Linked DNA regions of Ovis aries: region 1 is linked to region 2. Evidence: chromatin contacts called from public Hi-C data. All regions are on one chromosome and are shown on one strand. Each heading gives the region's core, a stretch centred on a gene start, on an enhancer-like site or on the middle of the called end of the contact. The rest is flanking DNA. Distances are from core to core; before and after follow the strand shown. Region 1 overlaps SESTD1 (SEC14 and spectrin domain containing 1). Region 2 has its middle 71 kb from the start of SESTD1.

The links. Hi-C and Micro-C count contacts between places; a contact is called where the count stands out from the background.
Region 1: a contact with region 2 is called in a Hi-C map of hypothalamus, with 8 times the contacts expected there. The contact joins two enhancer-like sites. A contact is called at or near these places in 11 of 16 Hi-C or Micro-C datasets (blood, hypothalamus, liver and 6 more).

Annotation. Positions count from the first base shown.
Region 1 is chr2:130,909,059-130,912,792 of ARS-UI_Ramb_v3.0, forward strand. All of the region lies in intron 1 of SESTD1 (SEC14 and spectrin domain containing 1), which reads left to right. Among named protein-coding and RNA genes, the nearest start is that of SESTD1, 44 kb to the left of the region's middle. Within about 2 kb of position 1,938, at least 5 of the 54 cell types and tissues checked have an H3K27ac peak or open chromatin away from gene starts, as enhancers often do.
Region 2 is chr2:130,793,848-130,797,570 of ARS-UI_Ramb_v3.0, forward strand. No RefSeq gene overlaps it. Among named protein-coding and RNA genes, the nearest start is that of SESTD1, 71 kb to the right of the region's middle. Within about 2 kb of position 2,329, at least 8 of the 54 cell types and tissues checked have an H3K27ac peak or open chromatin away from gene starts, as enhancers often do.

The sequences.
Region 1 (3,734 bases), core at 688-3,187, 110 kb after region 2:
TGATGGAAAACAACTTTCACGTGTTCCACTGGCTTCTTTCTACTTGGGTAATGCCATAATAATTTCCATTTTGTGAACAGTTTTCCATATCTTTAGTTAACTTGTTTTTTAAACTTTTGTTTTGTACTATTATACCTTTTTAACTTTTTTTCCAGTGTGCTGTTTGATGTACCAAATATTTTCATCATATAAACAAAACTTAGGAACCTAATGATACTTTTGTTCAGTCTGTTAGACGATTATATGTCTGAGTTAGATTTAAAAGCCTGAGATTATCTCAATGAAAGGTATGTATGTCTTTGCAGAGTATAGAGTAGGAATACTTCTTTCTGGGGTAAAGGTCAGTAGAGCACAGATTTAATGATGACCCAGAGAAATTTTGAGATAGAGAGAGGATGGGAGCTAGAAATACAATCATGAGTTTGTTATCACGTGCTTCCCCTGATGAATGAGACAGACCTATTCCGCAGCAAGTGAACTCAGTGGACACATCTGTTGCCCTGGGGAAGGAAGTGGTCCAGGCTTCTTGGAGCTCAGTGTGATACTCAGATGCAAAAGCTGTGCATGAAGAGAGTTCACTTCAGAGAGCTCTCGTATCAGGTAAAGACTCTCTAGCCATGGGGTACTCTAGAGCTGGGGATGCCAGAAATGTCTTTACTGGAATTCCATCAGCCTCATTCACTTCTCTAAAGTGGTATTCCTTTTGCGGTATTCCAGTTTTGGCGAGGAAGGATTTACTTATAAATTAACACAGATAGGAAAAGCCAGAAATTTGAAAAAGTCATACAATAAAGGACCTTCTGAAGCTGAACCTTCAAAAAAATGCAGGTTTGCAGTTGCTAAGGACTTGGTAGACTAGCTCAAGAGGTGAGGAGGTCCTTAAAGAACTGAGTTCCCTCGTGTCTGGCTCCTGAGGAGAAGGGGCAGCAAGGATGATGTAGGGTACTGCTTGTATTGTTTTTGAGAAGGGTTTTCAAGTGGCAGGCTATCATTAATATTACCTTTAAATCTTTTGACATGTAAATACAGTGTAGGACTTTTCATGCATTGGACCTTTACTGTAGAATTTTCCTGTCTTTCAAAGTAGGTTATGTTTTCATAGAAAACTTGGAACTTTCTCTGTTTGCTTCATCTCTTTCTTCTTTTCTCCCTCCCTCACGGAATAAACTAGGTCTTGACCCATCTGTAAAAATGGTGTCAAACGAGGATACTTCAGGTTTCCATTTTATTTAGAAGAATTACTGTTTTGGATAGATCTGTATTGTTGTGAAAGTTAAGCATTTTATCATTTTCATTTGAAGTCTATCCCAAAAGTTTGGTTTTCTTTCAGAATTGTCAATGTTATTGTAAACCCAGATTAATAATCATACATTGGCACCTACAGTGACAAAAATGACACGTTTTTAACTGTTGATCTGCTTTATTGATACATTTTTGTAAAGTTGAGCAATGTTTATTTCTGCCTAATTTTACGCATGGATATGTAGGTGATGTGCCCAGCTAGGTTATTAATACTTAGTACCTCTGCGTGTGCTTATTTGTTTTCATGTAAGGTTGCTCTTGCTTTGTAACAATACAGAAGTATTTGTAATCTGAATTCAAGGACAACTGTAGTATTTCTTCGGAAATAGAAAGCTAAGGGAGCGAGCGTGCATTCTGGCTTTGTTCATTGCCATATGTGTCTGCGTGATGTAGACTCATTAGAGATGATTTAGTTAGCCTTCGGCTATCCTAATGGGTTTTCACTGGTTGTTAAAAATGCTCTTCGAAGAATAACTAAATTTTCCAAATAAACTGGTTGATTTATACTCAGTGAAAGAGGAGTTCCAGTGCACCCATTCATATCATCAATTACAGTCTCTTATGAAGTGTAATTTGCCCAGTCTTGATTAAAAGGCCCGAAATTCTCTTTTCCTGCTGCTTAACACATCCTCTGCTGCCCTCTAACGGCTGCCCATTGGTAGAACCCATCGAGGTCCCCCTTACCATCATCATAGACCCGCCTTTCTCCAGCATCTGGTGATCATGGAGCTGCTGGATCCCTGGGAAACTGTCCCAGTAGACGCTGGAAGGAGCTGCTTTGAAGGAAGATCAGCTCATGTGACCTGGGAGCACACCACGGGGCGCTGATGGTCAGGTAGTTGTGATGATGTTAGGACTCCTAGGCTGTGTGTTTCACTTTGCTGTTTCTCACATGTGTTTGTTCATTTGTTCACTGATTTATCCGTTCATCAATGAAATATATTGTGAATGCCAAGGACATCCAGAGCATCTTGCCTTGTTTCGATCTAGTAGATGCTTATTGTAGATTTGTTAAATGAATGAATGAATGAATAAATAAATATGAAAATAAATAGGACAAGTCTTTCCTTTGGGGAGGCAAAATATCTCTTTAACTACTTAGTTGCCCCAGCTTTCCTTTTTTTACCTCTTCAAGATCTTGAGAAAGATGTTCAAACTAGAAGACAGAAACAAATTTCCATTGAAACCTAGTCTCTTTATATTTTTCAGAATTTCTCAGAATTCATCATCTCTAACTGTAGATGGGCTATTTTCAGATAGGATTTATTTTGCACCCAGGAATGAGAATTTACTTTGATGTTTCTTGCTTTTGATTGGTGGCAACATGCAGTCATGGTTGCACATTTTCCTATATATTCACCACTCTCCAAGGCATCTCACCTGCTATGACCTGGCTTTCTGCTTCTTTTATGAGTAATAAATTGTGACTTAATTTATCCAGATTGTTTTAAATACCATATATGAAATATGACATGTTTGTGTTAAGCACTTTGTGACTTGTTGAATTTTCTGCTAATTTTTTTAGCCTGCTTCATTTGGCAAGTTTTTTTAAAAAAAAACTTAACTTTCCTTGCCACTTTCCATTAACTCATATCAGGTATATGCCTGTCATTGACTTCATTCCTTGTTCAAGAAATATTTCACTCAGATATGTTTAGGTTCAATAAGTTTCTAGTGAAAAATCAGTGATCTGGATCTACCCACTGGAGAAAAGTATGAGCAGATACCCATATTTAACACTTATTGTGGTGATAGCAATGGACAGTGATATTTTGCAGGATTTTCTCTTTATTTTGTTTTGTGTTGTATTAGCTGTGAAGAAGTCTTGCAGAATAACCTGAAGAATCTTTTTGGCCAACCCAATATGTTAACTATTTTATGAATTGTATATAAGATAACTACAGATAGGCAGATTTGCTTTTTTTTGTTTGTTTCTGATGACTGTGCTAAGGACTTGAAAAATCTTAAATGACTTCTGTAAAATTAAATTTAATTGGAACTAGTAGTACAGAAATCATGACTTTTCATTACCCACCTCTTTTATGATAACAATGAAAGAGATTGATGGAAAGGAGACTCTAGAAGGGAGGCAGATATAAAAAGTAAACATTACAGCTTTCATCTCGTTGACTGCTTCACATTTTATTCATCAGTTTGATCTTGTCCCACACGTCCAAAACCTACATTTCTCATTACTTTAGATTACTTTTTCATCACTTTCAAGATGTTATTTAAAGAAAAAGGCTACTGGATTAAACGAAAATCAGTATTTTGCCATGCTGAGATGGTTTTGTGAAATCATGGAAAGTTTAGATACTGCATCTATGTCTCAGGAGAGTGATGAAATGTACTCTTGCTTCTGGATATTACAGTTTTCCAAGATAAATCTATACCAGAAATTGAACCATCTCCCTTTTGTGCTTTAAGTATAT
Region 2 (3,723 bases), core at 1,079-3,578:
AACCTGAACTTAGATTTTTGATGTCGCAACTCTTGGTAGACTCCTCTGAAAGATGATCATGATAATAACTAGCATTTGCTGAACTCTTCCTGTGTGGTAGCTCTTTTACAGACATCATCTGTCGCAGAAATTCTTGGAGATAGACACTAATATTAGCCCTATATACAGATGATTAAACAGAATCAAAGAGATTAAGTTACTATCCCAAGGTCACACAGTGGTTGAACTGAGACTTGAACCCAAGCAGTGTAACTGCAGAAACTGTATCTCTGTAAAAGTCAAGTAAGGTGTAATCCTCTGACCACAATGTCTGGGAAAAAAATTAAACACTCCAAGTAGTAGGATGACTGAATAAATTATGGTTTACCCATGCAATGAAATATCAGGTAATAATAAAACAAAATAATAGTTTTATGAATATGTAATGGTATGTGAAAATGTTAAAATGTGATATTAAATGAAAAAGTGCTGCACAGTAAAATCTCAATTTTGTACTTAAGAAAAATAGATAATAGAATGCCAATGTTGATTATCTCTAGAAACTGGATGAAAGGTGATTTTAGTTTTTTCTTTATGCTTCTCTGTATCTTCTAAATTTTGGAAGTGGCCATCATCAGGAAAGTGAGCTCAGTCATGTCTGACTCTTTGCAACCCCCTTTGGAATTCTCCATACCAGAAACTGGAGTGGGTAGCCGCTCCCTTCTCTGGGGGATCTTCCCAACCCTGTGCAAGTGGCCATATATTACCTTAAATTCCAAAAATTAAGGTATAGTGAAGCATAAAAATGTCTGAAATTCGCTTCTGCTAATTTCTAGCATTGAAGAAAAAGGAGTCTGTTTCTGTTTTGTCTGAGACAGTGATGTCCACCTCTACCCAGAGGTATGTGGCCTCTTATCCAGACCTCTGTCTGGATTAGACGCCTTAATTTTCATAAGAAAATGTCAATTCTACCACCAGCTCAGCTGACACTGATAGATGTGTCCTTCATTGTCCTCATAGATTATCTATACTTGAGCATCTCTCCACAGAGAATAACCTTGAACTCTGCTGTCCCAAACAGAGAGCTTGATTGCTTTAAATATGTTTATATATTATATTCATGTGTATTATTATATCTGAATATATATTATATATTCAGATAAAACTCCCAGATGCCCATATTGTCTATTTCTCTGGGACTTAACATTTTATCATTGATCCTTACATCTGTATCCTACAACCACCTTGCTGAGCTCCTCACAAAATTACGTTTGCTGAGCTGAGTTTAGCCCCAAAACCATGAGCTTGGCAGTGAAGAATCTTATAAGTAAGAGCCCTATTACATTAAATGTAGAAGAACTGTTGAAACAGTTGTTCACCATATCATTAGACTATAAAAGGGAATTTTTCCCAAGTCAAAAGTCATCATGATCTTTCTAAGCAATAGATTTGTTTTAATCTTATGGACACTATAATTTGTATCATCAACTTAAAAATTACAGACCACAGATAACCCTCTGTCTTAGCTGCTGTAAAGCCCTGGGCCAGATACATGGTGGTCCTCCAGCAAATGTCCAGATTTGTTTGTTGAACCGATCTCTGATTTTCTTCTGGCATTGACTTTCTCTCTCCTTTTTTTTTTTTTTTTCTTTTTTCATTTTAATGTGCTCCTTCAAAGCATATGAGGAAGGGGAGAGAAGAAATAAATGGATAGATACATGAATAAAAGCAAATTTGTGTTGGGAACTTATGGCTATGATTTCAAATCAACACAATGAGCATGAGAGTGTTCTTCCTTGATCTGTTTTTCTAGAACAATTTACAGAGATTCAAGAGTTGGTGACATGATGATGACAAGACAAATGGAAGATTTTCCCCACCGCTATTTGTTTTAAAGAAAAATGACAGAGTTCAAGTCCCGGGTTCATGTACTGCTCTGACAAGATCCACTGTAACCCTGGGAACACCCTAACATGAACTGTTTTCTCAGGAAACAGGCCAACTGCTTTGATCTCAAGTGGACAAATCAGAAAGGCAGGTAGGAGTGACTTGTTTCTCTGTAATTTTACAAGCTCAAATTCTACATTCCATCCAGTTGTTTCACAAGCTCCTGAACTTACAAACTTTCAACTTCAGAAAAGTGAACACAAAGCCCCAAATGAGAACAAAGGCGTGCAGGCTCTGCCTTCCCCACAACAACAGTCTGATCACTTGAACAGAGCCCTCTTGCTCCTGGTACCAATAAATTTACCTGCTCGCATGTGACAGAGCTTCTGCAGTTGCTTTCCCCACCACCTTGTCCTTGCAGGACTTCCACCATCTGTTGTTTTTTTCCACTCCGTCTTTAAGTAAGGTGTTTCACCTTCCCCTGGAGGCAGCACTTGATCTCTTTCTTTCCTGTAAACAGCAGTGTGGCCTGTCTTAACATTCTCTCCAGAACAATTTTTCTCTCTAAAGTGCTGAGTCACTGAAGGGAGGAAGAGACATTCTGTGGGCAGCAGTAGTCAACTGAGAAAACAGAATAGTTTCCCAGGACTTAAAAGGGTACTTTTAAGAGTGAGCAAATTCAAAAAGTGGGCAAGAAGTCCGTTCAGGGTGAAAGGTACAAAGTCCTTTTCACATAGTCTGTGGAAGATCATCTTTCATAAATGAAAAAGGTATGAGTGGAAAATTCCTTTATTCTGCAGCAGGGGGTCAGTGCATCAGCCCTGGGCTGGGATTGCAGAGAGTTCTCTTGAGTTCTTAGCCTTTCTTTCTGGCCCCTTCCTTTCAGTTTTTCACCAGTTCGATGGGAAGATGACCTCTGCTCCTACTGTAAGAGGAGGGTACTGACAGAATGAGTGTGTGGGAGTTCTGAGTTTTTGGACACCTGGATTTGACTGTTGATCTTCAAATATCCACTGCTTCAAAATCAGTCTTTTTTTGAACTTTTTATTTTGTATTTCTCAAAGGCTACTGAATTAAACTTTTTAAGGTAAAGAATGAAGTGGGCAGGATATACAAGAAGATTCTAACACTATAAGCTTTTAAAATGGAGACTAGTGGCAACTTCTTGTGATTCAAAAGTATCGCAAAATAAAAACAGTTTAAAAATGATTATTAGCTCCACCCAAACTTAGGGTGGCTTCCCATACAGTAATGTGTGTGATATTTCCACAGCCTCCTTTTCAAACCCTTCCCATATCCAAATCATCACACAGCTACCATTTGAGTAGCATGGTCTCATTATAAATATATTATCTTACCCATCCTGGTTAGAAACATATGAGGTAGGTATAATTATCCCATATTTCCAATAAGAAAACTGAGGCTCATAAAAGTTAGGTAATTTGTCTAAAATTATGAGACAGTAGAAACAGATGTCTGGCCCGGCTGCACTCAAAGCCATTCTGTTTCCACTGTTTGGCTGGCTAATCTGCTACGCTGATTTCTATCTAACTTCCTACCTGCAGTCATTCTATGGAAAAGGTGTAAAGTTTGGAGCTGTATTCTTTAATCATTCACTGTATAACTGGTAATGGTACACAGGCTTTAATTTCCTCAGGTCTTAAATATGGATGACAATGCCTACCTAATGTTAAAACCATTAAATGAGATAATATATTTAAAACATGGGCCAGTGTCTGGCTCATACTAGTTGCTTAATAAGTATCAGAATATGGCCATACCATCCTTTACTTACACCAAAATTCTCCAGTATTAAAATTCTTTATATGTGTTCTAGTTCCCCCATGGAAAAAAAAA